Regions from separate parts of the Macaca mulatta genome. Here region 2 is linked to region 1. A link is a contact called in public Hi-C data. All regions are on one chromosome and are shown on one strand. Each heading gives the region's core, a stretch centred on a gene start, on an enhancer-like site or on the middle of the called end of the contact. The rest is flanking DNA. Distances are from core to core; before and after follow the strand shown.

Evidence for each region. A called contact is a pair of places that touch in the nucleus more often than the background predicts.
Region 2: a Hi-C map of fetal cortex germinal zone shows a contact between it and region 1, with 2.7 times the contacts expected there. The contact joins two enhancer-like sites. A contact is called at or near these places in 2 of 14 Hi-C or Micro-C datasets (fetal cortex germinal zone and fetal cortical plate).

Annotation. Positions count from the first base shown.
Region 1 is chr6:99,982,277-99,988,841 of T2T-MMU8v2.0, reverse strand. No RefSeq gene overlaps it. Among named protein-coding and RNA genes, the nearest start is that of NR2F1, 27 kb to the right of the region's middle. Within about 2 kb of position 4,916, at least 14 of the 40 cell types and tissues checked have an H3K27ac peak or open chromatin away from gene starts, as enhancers often do. A contact at or near this core is called in fetal cortex germinal zone and fetal cortical plate, where this site is marked.
Region 2 is chr6:101,057,184-101,063,608 of T2T-MMU8v2.0, reverse strand. It overlaps SLF1 (SMC5-SMC6 complex localization factor 1), which reads right to left. Exons shown (of 20, transcript XM_078004988.1): 16 at 6,383-6,425; 17 at 5,449-5,582; 18 at 3,403-3,495; 19 at 2,810-2,992; 20 at 1-217. Among named protein-coding and RNA genes, the nearest start is that of SLF1, 71 kb to the right of the region's middle. Within about 2 kb of position 4,023, at least 8 of the 40 cell types and tissues checked have an H3K27ac peak or open chromatin away from gene starts, as enhancers often do. A contact at or near this core is called in fetal cortex germinal zone and fetal cortical plate, where this site is marked.

The sequences.
Region 1 (6,565 bases), core at 3,667-6,166:
TAAGCAGTAATGACTGAAATAAGGAATAGAAACCCCATAAAGTACAATTTAAATTGTACAGCCACATTTGTATTTTCTACATTCGCAGGGAGAAAAAAAAAAAAAATCTAGCCGCACGAGTTGTTGGTGTACCTTTCCCTTTTATACACTTGAGCTCGGTTTGGGGACAGCAAAGCGAAATGAAGCCGTGCTCTCCCCAGCACCATGGACAGCGCCCAGCGCCGCCCCCCCCGCCCCCTTCCCTCTCCCCTTCCTTGGCCAGAACCCCAAAGTTGTGGCCCTCTCCTGATTCCTCTCTCCGACCACTCCCCCGCCACAAAAAACTGGATCCCGAAATCTTAAGATCTGAGCCTAAAGCGACAGTGACTTTAAAGAATATGCAGTTTGTGGTTGTGAAGAGTCTTGCTTGCTCCAAGCCGGAGTTAGAGCGCCCAGAGTTTACACAATATTTGCCTGCGAATCTCCTTGAATTTGCATCTAGTCTAAGCTGAAAGCAGCGCCACTCTTGTCACTTCTATGGCAGGGCTCCCCGTCCCCCTTACCCCCGACTTTTCTGTGGCCAACTTTTCGCCACCACCCATAGCTGGCAGGAGCTGTACATGACTGTACTTTAAGAGGTCTGTACTGCGAGCACATTCTTCCCGGGCTCTGGATCTCAATCTCGAGAGATCTGCATTCCAGAAGATCTAAGTCCATACCCGGCCAGCCCTTGGTCCCACGACTCTGCCAGTGGCTGGAGCTGTCTGACTGGCTCTGGTGCGCCCAGGCACTGGTTAATTACCTCCCGGAGAGAGGCGGCTCCGCTGCGGGCGCCCGGCCCGCCGCGCTAAAGAGCCTGACGGCAACTTACTTGACAGCACCAAAAAGGGGACACGTCTGGCTCGGTACCCATCACCTCTTCTCCTACTTGCAGCCCTTAAGTCCAAGCTTTGCTTTTCGGCACATCTTCCTGTTTGGCTCTCTTTTTTGCTGTCGCGTTAAGCAAAGTACAATAAAGGAAGATCAGTTCCGTGTGGTATCTTTTTCATTGCGTGGTCTCCCTAGCAACACTTAAGTTGCCACTCCTAAGACAAGACTACTTTTTTGTAAATTTCAAATTGCACCTTGCTACATTGAAACTCTCCTCACTTGCTGGGTTTTGAGTGAAATCTCTTCCCTCGCACCAGGACCTCATTCTGATCACCCACTCTTTTGAACTGATGTTGGAGACGAAAATACTAGGTTTAGAGTAGGTGAAACGGCCAAAACCAAATTTCTATTAAATATCAATTGTACTGAAATAACTTCAAACCAACTTGATCCAAACTATGCTGGGAAGAGTCAGGAATAAGTGAAAAGGGAGAGAACCCTAATATCTTAAGTTAACGGGTTTATTACCTATAAAATTCCCTCAATAAATTTATTTGAAAACTGCTTCTGTATAGTAACATGAACTACAATACATTTCAGGATAAATTATTATCTATTTGCCATAGTATTGCAAGGAAATTTTTCAGTAAACTAAGGCAAAAATTTAGCTTCAAAACACTTTATTTTTATGTCCCATAAGACATACAAATATTTTATTAACTCCTTGATGGGTTAACAATTTAGTTTGTTTTCTCGGAACAGCCATCATCAACACACTGCTTTCTCACAGCACTACTTGCACAAACTTTTTGTCTTTTCGTATTCTGCAAAGTAACTGCTGAGTTCTGCTCAAATATTTTTTCCCCCGTAGTTAGGTCATATTTTCCATCTCAAGAGTCATTTTGCCCAAATGCTAAGATAAATCCATGCTACTAGAGAAACTCAGCCATGCCGGAAACTAAACTAGCAACACGACCCTCCCAGGAAAACGGGGAAAAACTCACGTTAGCTAACGCAGTTTGGCATCTGAAGTGTGCAGCGTAGCAAAGACCTGTTGAATAATAGTGACTTGAAGACTCGAATATTCTAGACTAGGATCCATCTCCCACTATCTAAACCTGCAACTGAAATATCTACATAATGTTTACATATCTTTGGCCAGAACCCTTTTGGGGAGCTTCCATGAGCTGAGTTTCCTTCCATCTTTGGCTAAATTCGTTCTAGCCTTCCGGAGTTCGGGAGCAAGCAAAGGGAATCAGGTGCAGAGAAGGACATGAGGTTTTCCTCTGTCAGGGCTACGGGAGTTGTGGAGATTTGGGGTGGAATGGACAGCCCTTATTGAACTCCTGAGTGCCTAAGGTTTACTCTCTCAGTCTGGGTTTTGGGAATCGCTTTCTTTCACGAGGGATTTCCTTTATGACTTGGAGGAAAGGAGTAGTTAAGATCTGCATTTCATTAATCAAGAAAGTCTTACTTTTTTTAAAAAAAGTATACTCCTAATCCAGTTTCAGAATGACTTTTCTGGATTATTGTAAGTACGTCAGAAACTCCCAGACCTGAGTAGAAATTTCAGAACCACTTTTGCCAGAGAAAAATGTGAAGAAAAGAAGCATGGGAAACTCATTTTCTTTATAATAAATCAGAACATTGAGGATACTGATCAGGTCCCCCTGAGAGGAGCATCTTCAGTGATGTTTGCTCGCCATCTGTGTGTGTTCAGTGAAACTTTAAACCATTTTACAGCATAGATGACTATTTTTTTCCTTATTATCCAAGCGTTTGTTTTAATTCCAACCCTACTATTCCATAGGATTGCTGCTGTTGAATCCATTTTTTCCCCTTCAAAGTCTTTTAAAATAAGTTTCCTTATCTCTTGCCCATTTGTCAATGTCAAATATACACTGCCTATTTAGTTAAAGAAAAGTGTGTATTTCATATGTTATAAAAGAACAGCTTCTTTATTTGGTTTCTTGGAAATCAATAATCTCTTAAACGTTTCCCAAGACCCCTTGGGGAAGGGAGAGATGTAAACAATAACTACCAAACTTCAACATGACAATATCGGTTAAAATCTGCAGGATGATCATTCGAATGCGAAGAGGTAAAGGGGGATGACTTCAAACTCCCGCGATTAAGAAAGAAGGGACCCCAGGTGTCTGATGCCTGGCTCCATCCTCTGCAACTTGCAAGAGAGTTACCTTGGAAAGTGGGGAGTTAATTCTAAACTTCTTTACCAGGCATTTTAGTAGCCACGCTGGTCTTCAAATAATTTAATTGGGAGGTGGCTGGATGACCACAGAGAGGTTGCAAAAGATAGTTACCCCCATTAAAAGAAATACCATGATTTCAGTCTTTCCTGACATAATTAAAGGCTTTGGTAACACTCCTTTATTTTGCCTCATGCTGTGAAAAAAATCACTCACTTCTCCAGCAAATGAAACTTTAAAATAAATCCTGCAGTTTAATTTCTGTTTTTAAAAGTTAGTAGGTATACGAGGAAACAGAGAAAGCATTAAAACAACTGAGTTACACTTCAGCTATTTAGCAGTGTAACATTAGAAGGAAGAATACAGCCAGTTTTCAACCTAGCCAACTTTTAAAACTACATGTGTTCCTGGAAAATAATACCCGACTAGAGTCAATTTGCATGAGATTCTAAGCTAGGATCTCAAGAAGGTAATAAAATACATGAAATTTATTGAATAAATGGTTGGGGAGGATTTGTAAGCGTTTGACGATCTAGTGATCTATTAGAAGCACAATGCACTCAAATTTGAATTTCCATGATCAACTTTCAACCTGAAAAAATGAGAGCCATTTGCTTAACTTAATCTGGAACATATGTTTGCACCAGTAGCAGGTTTTTTGGTGTGTGGCTGGGGCTGATCAAGTTGTAAATTTTCTGCTTTAGGTTTTCAGCGCCTGCTAGTTTCAGCCTAACACCTAGAGAGAGACTTTGCGGGGTTCTTCACCAAAGCAGCCAAGGTTTGACAAAAGGTTTCCAAACCACCCAGCTCTGTATGTTGTTAATTTCCCCCAAAGGTAGAACATTTCTTACAATTAGTTTCCAAATCCTAAAAGCAAGTAACAAGTTAAACTCTCCCATGTCCAAGTGTTTAAAGTTATAAAGAGATATTTTTCTTTAATTTGCAACCGTTGCCTTTCCTCACCTGCAATCCTTTCTTTAAAAAACAGACAATGGTATGAGAACAGTGGGTGCTGTGAAAATGACATCTTCATTCGACAAAACAATATTCAGGTCTTTTTGGCTTATCTTAATTTTTTCCACCAGAAACTTAGAACTACTGATTTTCTCTCTTCATGCTTCAACACAAAGGAATCTCCCCAAAAGTGTTTTGAATATCTGAGAAGAATCATTTAGTGATTGAAATAAATATACATTAGAATCCACAAGTCATCCTTCTTGTGAAACAAGCTAGGTAGTGACTTTCATTACTAAGATTAAAATGTATCTCTTTGTAGACATAAATTTTTAGTACTTGGGCTATAATCATAATACTTTTTCAATCAATTAATGCTATCTCATAATGACAAATGAAAGTAATAAGTTCTCCAAATCAGCCTGATTCATCTTTGAGTGAGAATGGGGAGTAGTGGTGGGAGAGGGTGGTGGACTCTAGTGGGAAACTTCAAAGATTGTAAATCACCATCTGGACCTGCTGAGTTGTCCTCTTGAAACCTCAATCAGACTCTTGGAGGAAAGTTACTAAGGTGCCTTTTTAAGTGCACCAGAACAGGTAATTAAACCACAAATGTGCCCTAAATTTAGATGCAGAGTTTCCCTGAATTTCAATTATTATATGGATTAAGACTGGCAGCTCCCACCTGGACGATACCTTAATCAAAAAGAGAACAAGTGTGAAGAAAACAAGGGCAATAATAACATTACCAGCACTGTACTAATCAAATGCCCACAAATAGTTCAGAACAACGGTGCTAAAAAGCCGCTTTAATTCTGAAACAGAAAGTCCTGAGACACCGAGCGCCATCTAGCAAGCAAAGTTAGAATCAAAGTACGCCCGAGTCGAGCACAGAGGGAGAGAGGATGGCGAGGTAAAGGGGGACTTCGAGATCACTTGCTGTGATTTAACCGTCTGCCCAGTCTCACCTGAGCCCAGAGCTACCTGCAAGTTTCTGCTCTTCGCCTCACCGAATTTAACGACTGAGGTGAGACAAACCATTCTGCCTCCAGCCAAGGCTAAAGGACAGCTCCTCGCAGGATTGCTTATTGTCTTTAATTAGAACAGGCCGCCTCTCCATACCCTCCTACCACCTCCCCAAAGCCAGCCCAGTGTCTAACTAGTTTTGCACCTTCTTATCCAAATGGGGACAAAGAGCAGTGCCTGAAAGGCTCACCTTGGGCTGAAATGATTCCCAGGGCTTCAGCGCAGAGGAAAGCGCATCGCTGGGAAAACATAGCACGATTTGAGAAGTCATTCTGAGTTTACAAGGCTGCCCAGATGCCTCCTGACAGGCGATCTGAGCTCTCTCCGAGTGGCATAAGACACAGATTTACTTAACAAGCCACTGATGGTCATGGAAATGGAATGCTGCCTCCTAAATATAAATGCTATAACTTTATTCTTCTCCAGGCAACTGGGTCTTTGATATTTCCTTTGGCTGAAGAAAAGTCAAAGGTAGCTAGAAAGCTGCCAATACCCCTGTTAGTGTGTAGCTTGAAGGGGGTGGGGTTAAAGCACTTTTTAAGAATAATTTTAAAGTTTGAATAATATTACCTAATTATATGAATATCCTTTGGAACTGGGCTAACAATGTAACTACCAAATAAAGCTTCTGGGATTTCAATGTGAAGAAAGTAAAGAATAATCTGCTGATTTCTGTAGAGTCAGGAACCCCATATTTTTCTTTTAAACCAGCCGGTCTGAATTGATAAGACTGGGAGAGTTCATCTCAATAATATGTGTGCTTTCTAAAGAGTCTTTCTGGAATTTCAGTTTAAGGCTGGAAAAGAATCCGCGTATATACATGCTAGTCTTAAACTACTCTTAATTTCCTGCTATTGAATATTGCCTCTATAATAGCTCATTGATTCACATTGTTCTTAGAATACAGAGCCAGAGCTAGGCTTTTCTATTGTTCCTCATCTCCACCACCCCACACACAATTTTCTCCCAATGAAGTGAAGCTTTGTAAAATAACGACAAAAACAAAAACAAATTAGAAAATGAAATATTAAAATATTCCTGTTGAATATCAAATGCTATTCCAATCTCAGGTTTGCTGAGATTATGTTCATTGCTCCTCAATGAACATAAGCACAATAGATATGAAATAACAGTCCTCTTGATTTTTCTACTGTGCTATTTGCTGTGCAAAACAACCACATTAAGAATAAAGGAAGCATGAGATAAGAATATGCTCAACACGCTCACAGGTCATAGTACTTACAGGAAAAAAAAACTCAGAAAAATCACTACCCACCCAACAAATCTAAGCCAATAAAGAGAGACTTCATAGTTTAACCAACAATTTAGAACACATCTAAAACATTTCTACTAAACCTCCTTGTCTCCTTATGCCTGAAAATATGTGTAAAGATCTGAGGATGGACAGTAGACCCAATTCATGCTCTCTCTTATTTCCCTCTCCCTCTCCGAAGTTCAGAGGAAAAGTTCCCAGGGCAGTCTTGCCTCCGGATGTCAATAAAAATTTAACTTTGTGTGTGTGTGTGTGT
Region 2 (6,425 bases), core at 2,774-5,273, 1.1 Mb before region 1:
TCAAAAATTGAACAAAAATTTAGCAACATCCTACTAAGTAAAAATGAGCCAAATTCAAGTTGCTGGTAATGAAAATGTTTCTCTGCTTGTGCATGAAAGTTCTCCACTGTATCTTCTACTTTTGTAATAGCAAACAGTTCTTCTTTGATTTGAGGTGAAACCACATAGTCCAAGGGCAATTCTCCCTTAGCATTCCTCTGTTGTAAAAGCACTGGGCCTGTGAAAAGAAAATGCAAAATGTTACATGTAAAACACTTCTATTTTGGCAGCTTAACAGCTGTTTTCTCTTTTCTCCCAAAGCATCCAGGGCTTTCTTTACAATCATATTTTGTATTAATTCAGGTTGACACAATTAACTGGCTAGATACATAGACTAATAAAGGTACATTAAAAACATTCTAGTCAATTACCTAATAAGGTTTCCCCAAACGTGCGTGCCTTAGTTAAATAAATAATACAACTACAAATATTAAAAAGAAAACTTTTATAAAACTTTATCAATTATCATCTTAAGAATTTCAGTGTTCCCAGAAGAAATTTTAAAAATGTATTCATCTTACACATTCTGTATAAGAGCCTCAGGGGTATCTCAAAATATCACCAAGAGGAAAAAGTAGTGCCCCTTTCATTGCTAATAAACAATTCTAGCAGTGCAAAGACTGCAAAACCTTGCACAGATAGAGAACACAGTTTTCATATTACCCTTGCTTGTGTTCAATGTTTAGTACAGGTAACTGATTCACACAAATTACATATTAATTCTAGATCAAACTCAGAGCTTATCCATCTATACAAGTTAAACTCATTTAACTACCTACTCAGAAAGTACTAAAGATAGAGTTTATCCCCTAGGTACTAAAGGATGATGTGGAGGAGGCAAAACATAACTCAGTATTTGGTTACATAGCAAAGTATAGGAGTACTTTGTGCCTTCATCAGTCAAGTCTTATAATTATTTATGCACTTGGCCATAAAAATGTTACAGGGGATATAAAGGTTTTAGTACTAGCAGCCATAATCACAAGATCCTACCATTATAACATAGATCATATTGTCAGAAAGAGAGAACTGATCATAACTGCTAAAATTCTTAATGATGATTCTGATCAGACATATATAATAGCATAGATATAAAATGTACTTAATATAAAAGATCAACCATTGATAATATGATTAATGTATAATTTATGGAAAGAAGATAATTCTAAAACAAAATTAGGCTCCTTTTCACTGTGCCAACATCTCAAAAAAACTGTTCCAAGTTACTTCTGTTTAAAAAAAAAAAAAAAAAAAAAAGAAGAGACAAAATTACGGACACAGGACACCAAAAGTAAACAAAGGTTTTAGAGACATAAATAAATTCTTGAAATTATTGCTCTCGAGGCTGAGTGACTCACAATGAATAGATAATGCAGTTACTTCAATATAAGTGTCAAACCACTTGACAGGTCCAAACCCAGAATATGACTACGGCAGAAACAAGTCTGTACGATTGCCAAAGGACCTTGATAAAAACAAATACAATTAGATTTCCTCTTCTAGGATAAGAAACTGATCTCTTTACTATTCTCCACTAAGGGCCCTAGAAAAATTCACGTTGGTTGGTATAATGCCATACTCTACTGAAGAGCTGGCCCTAACACAATAATGGCTCCTGACAAATATTGGCCTGAATGCCAGACACATGGTTGAGTAGAAAAATAAAACACTGAGGAGGTGAACTTATGGTTTAGTAAACACAGAATACTAAAAAAAACAAGGTAGAAGAACTGAAAAATATATTGACTATGAAATGATATCAGTAAAAGAGACACGCTAAGGCCTTTAGGGGGCAGGAGAAGACTATATATAACCAAATGTCTTAAACTACCATGCTATACAGCCTTCCTTAGATGCATATATACTAAAAACACATCTTAAGAAAATATGTTTTTTGTCTTTATGCACAATCAAATATTTTAATTACAGGATAAGATAATGTTAAATTTAAATGTAAAATTAATACAAATAAAAGCGACAAGTAATTTCTACAAATCTTTGTTTCCATATTCTAAGCTGGTCATCAGTTTTCTTTTTTCTTTAAAAACACCAATCCGTTTTGAACATTTTGTTGTAAAATTTACATTATTCAGTTTAGATATAAAAAGAATGACACTGAAATAACGTGGGGCCTTGCTGAAAGCAAAGATCAAAAATCAGCAGGAAAAACACAGATGAATATTCAGTTCAAGCTACCCTCCTTCACAAAACCCCTGCATAACAGTTATCACCATTTGAAAATCCTCCTGCTTTAACTTAATTGGCTGCAAAATGCGAATGATGAAAAATATTCTAGGATATCATTCTTTACAGTCTGTACAGAAATGACTCATTAAAAATAAGATTGAGTTTGTAGTTATATACAGGAAATGAAAAAAGAATGAAAAAATCCAGGCAATCACAATTGAACATTTGTATCCCTTTATCAATAAGCTTTCAGAAATGACTGGCTCACAAAGACATTACACACCTGAAGGAAAAGGATAAATATTTAAAACCAGCAAACTCAATTCAAAAATAAACTCTCATACACGAACCTAAATAAGCTTAATAATACATACATAAACAAATATATATTATGAAAACGCTTTTATCTCTACTAATAAAGGGTGCTTACATTTTAGGAGACTTTTTATCCTTACTTTTTCATTAATATGAAATAAAGGCATCTTTCCTTGCAGATTTTAAACATAAAATGTTATCTACCTCTGCAGGATTCATCAAAAAACTGGATAATTTATCAAAACCCATTTAGCATAAACACACTCACCCCCATGCTGTAGTAGCAGCTTGCCAATTTCTACATGTCCGTTTGACAGTGCATCATGCAAAGGAGTCACCCCGTCCACTTGAGTGAGCAGATCTACCTCTGGACAACGTTGCAAAATTTCCTGGACACACACTGTGTTGCCATAGTTACAGGCTTCATGCAAAGGCGTCCAGCCAGCATTGTCTAAATTAGAAATCAAGGCAAGTTTTAAAACGGCAGAAGTAGGACTTTTGGTAGGAAAGTACTGATGTTCTACTTTTCTCATCAGTGTGACTTTCTAGGTGCTTCATATACAAAAAGAATGCTGTGATAAAAATGTCTAGGGTGTAATCATATTTCTACCTTAAAAATTTAAAAACAATTTTAAAATATTAATATTGGGTATTATCAAAATATGAACACAAAAATGTTTTTATACTATTAGTTATAAATCAATATATGATAAATTTCTTGGCTTTGCTAAGAAATTTTTCTTATACTTTTAAGATACCTTAGGTAAACTTACTTAAATAATTTTTCTTAATGTGATATAAAACTGTTTAATATCACAAATATTAAGACATTGGACTAGACCACAAAGATTTAAAACTTACCTTTAACATTGATGTCTATTCCTGGCAAAGAGAGAAGAAGAATCAATTTCTCCACTTGGTTATTTATGCAAGCTCTATGCAGGGCTGTTTCTCCTGCCATAAAAAATTAATAGATTATTCCAGAGAAGACAAGATATCAACTAAAGAAAATAATCAAAGGGCATGAACTAGGAGATCTGGCCCCATGCCAGAAAATTATTTATTGAGTTTTCCTTTTGACTGGTTTAAACATCTCCTGCATTAAAAAAGGGGGGGGGAAGGGAAGGACCCCCACCAATCCATATTGCTTCTGTTCTATCAGCGATTCAGCAATGAAATTCTACCGCAAAAGGTTTAACACAGGCATTGTCTCCCCTAGTTCAAGGTTTAAAGCTTCAATCCTGCTATAAAACCCCCAAATGATCAGAGAACACCGAAAATACTGGGTTTTGCAGCAATAAAAGTTTAGAGTGCAATTGCCCTCTCTTAAATTTATTCATGAACCTACGTTAAATGTATGGCTCTTTTTTATACAGCATTTATAGCTTAATTCAAATGAATGTTTCTGGCTAAGCATGAGTGCCTCTACACACTCAAGTATAATTCAGAACTTCAAATCCATTAACAGATGGTTTGCTGCTTCTCAATAGGCTGTCTGGCTTGGCTACAACAGCACAGAGAGGGAGAAATGGAGGAATCTTAATATAAACACACCACACACACACACACACACACACACACACACACACACACGGACGTAAAAAAAAAATCCCTAGTACCATTTAAAGCTGAACAAGAGTAACAAATAGAAAGACAAGGTTTTTTTCTAGGAGAGATGCAATTAATGCCTTCTGGCTAAAATTGTCTATATCCATCACTGTTATAACCAAGGTTAATAAGATATAAGTGATTATTTAAGGGGAATTTTAAAAAAATTTACTATAAATGACTGCTTAGGAAACAAAATGAAATACTGAATCAAATTTGTTATTGCTATAAAATACTAAGCACATTTTTACAGTGTTCAGTTTTACAGATTATCTCTGTAACTTCTACAAAAACATTTTTTACATGCATAAAAAGCTTTTGAAGTTTTTCTCTACTATATCTCAATTCTCTTCCTCTCTCCCAGTTCCTTCTGCTGTTCTGCCTAAAATCATTCATATTCATTTTACTTTTTGAAACAATAAAACAAAGAAAAAGGAACGCTGATTTGTGAAATTAATATCTGAGTTCTCATTTAATACAATTTTCATATTCCAAGCCAAATGAACAGTTATTCTGAATCTATAATATGCAATTATGAACTTATATCACGTTAAAATATAAGCACTTCACTGTCACTATTTCCATGGGTGTCATAATGTTAATATTTGTATTAAAAACAAGATATAACTCATAAATAACAACAACAACAAAAAAGACTCAGCAATTTACTTTGGCCAGGTAAAGACTTCCGGAAGATTCATTTGCAAGTTAAGAGGTGTCTAAGTAAAAGAGGTGCCAAAGTGAATTATTACGCTATTCTTGTTATTTCATCCTTTAGGTACTTAGGTTCCAGTATAGTTAGAACCAAAAGCCAAACACATTTCATAGTCTGGGCTCAATGCCTGGAAGAAAAGAGCCCATATGCTTAACACAGCTATGTAACATAGCCTACTCTTCATTCTTTGTTCACAAAATGTCTAGGACTGAAAGAGATGAAGACTGAATTATACTTTCAAATCAGAAGACACTGATCCTAAGCAGCACAGGTTGAGATGGAATAGAAAAGTAAGGCGGGCAAGTCTGGAATGAGCTCAATGAATGCTACACTGTGTTTCATATCTGTAACGGCAAGGAGAGGAAAAAAAGGAAGGAATACTCTATTATACTGGGTATTAAACAATCACTTTCTTTGCATAAATGACAGTTCAAGAAAATAATACGTTATCCAAGAAGGTACTTCCTGGACCTAGTCCAATATTTAAGTTCAAGTATTCATCAGGGCAAATGTGTGAAACCTGCAAGTACTGACTATAACAACGAAAAGTTCTTAGCATAAATTAATTTAGATACTTGGAATACCTTTTAGATTAGTCTTGTGAAAATTCATCTTTTTAACTACAGAGGGGCAATTCTCCTTGGAACAGGACAATTCTCCTTCTGACTTCTTTTTCAATTTTTTTAATGTTGAGGAACATTTAGCAAGGTTCAGGTCTCTGAAAGGAAAATTAAGAAATAAGGAAAGCTTGTTTTTCAGCAAGGCGTGCCAGCATACATTAGATGGTATTTTTTAAAAGTCTAGCCTCCTTTTAATTTAAACCCCCTTGCTCATTCAATCTTTACTGCTTTCTAATTTTAAAATTTATTTCAACTGTGTAGAAACAAATTTCAGTGCACTAATTTTCTTTTATTAGTCTTACTCCCCCAACTGCTCACTAAATTTATAAATACAAAATGTCAAATAAAGAGCAAAAGACCAGTTAAACCATATATTGACAGAGAGAATAAAGCAGAAAGCTAAGATCAAGCAGGTCTCTGCTCCCCATTCTCAGTTTCATATTCTGATTCTATTCTCTTCTTCCTCTCACAGAACTTTACTGAGTTTTATACGACATACACTTTTATACACCCTATACTTTTAGAGGTGGTTTCTCATTTTGGGAAAACTACTATTACGATATAGGATATCTCATATGACCATGCATTCTGAAATTCCATCTATATTATGGCAAAGTAGTAATTCAAATCATAGAACAAAAATTGTGTAAAACTGTATTTCATCAACAATGCATCAATAATTGGATGACCAGTTTTATTTCTTTTGGGAAGCAGAAAGAAAGCATGTACCTTGAATTACAGAAACAGAAAATGTTGATCAAATACATCTAAAAATTGAGTTTTGGTCTAATCAATATAATTCAGACAGTATCACAGATAACCATAAAGTTCAAGAAATGCATCAGAAAAAGAGCTGTACTCCAAAATAAAGCACAGCTGGGATATCAGCATCACTTACGGTAACTCCGGCAGCCCTTCGACTTGTTTTTGTTTAGTACCAT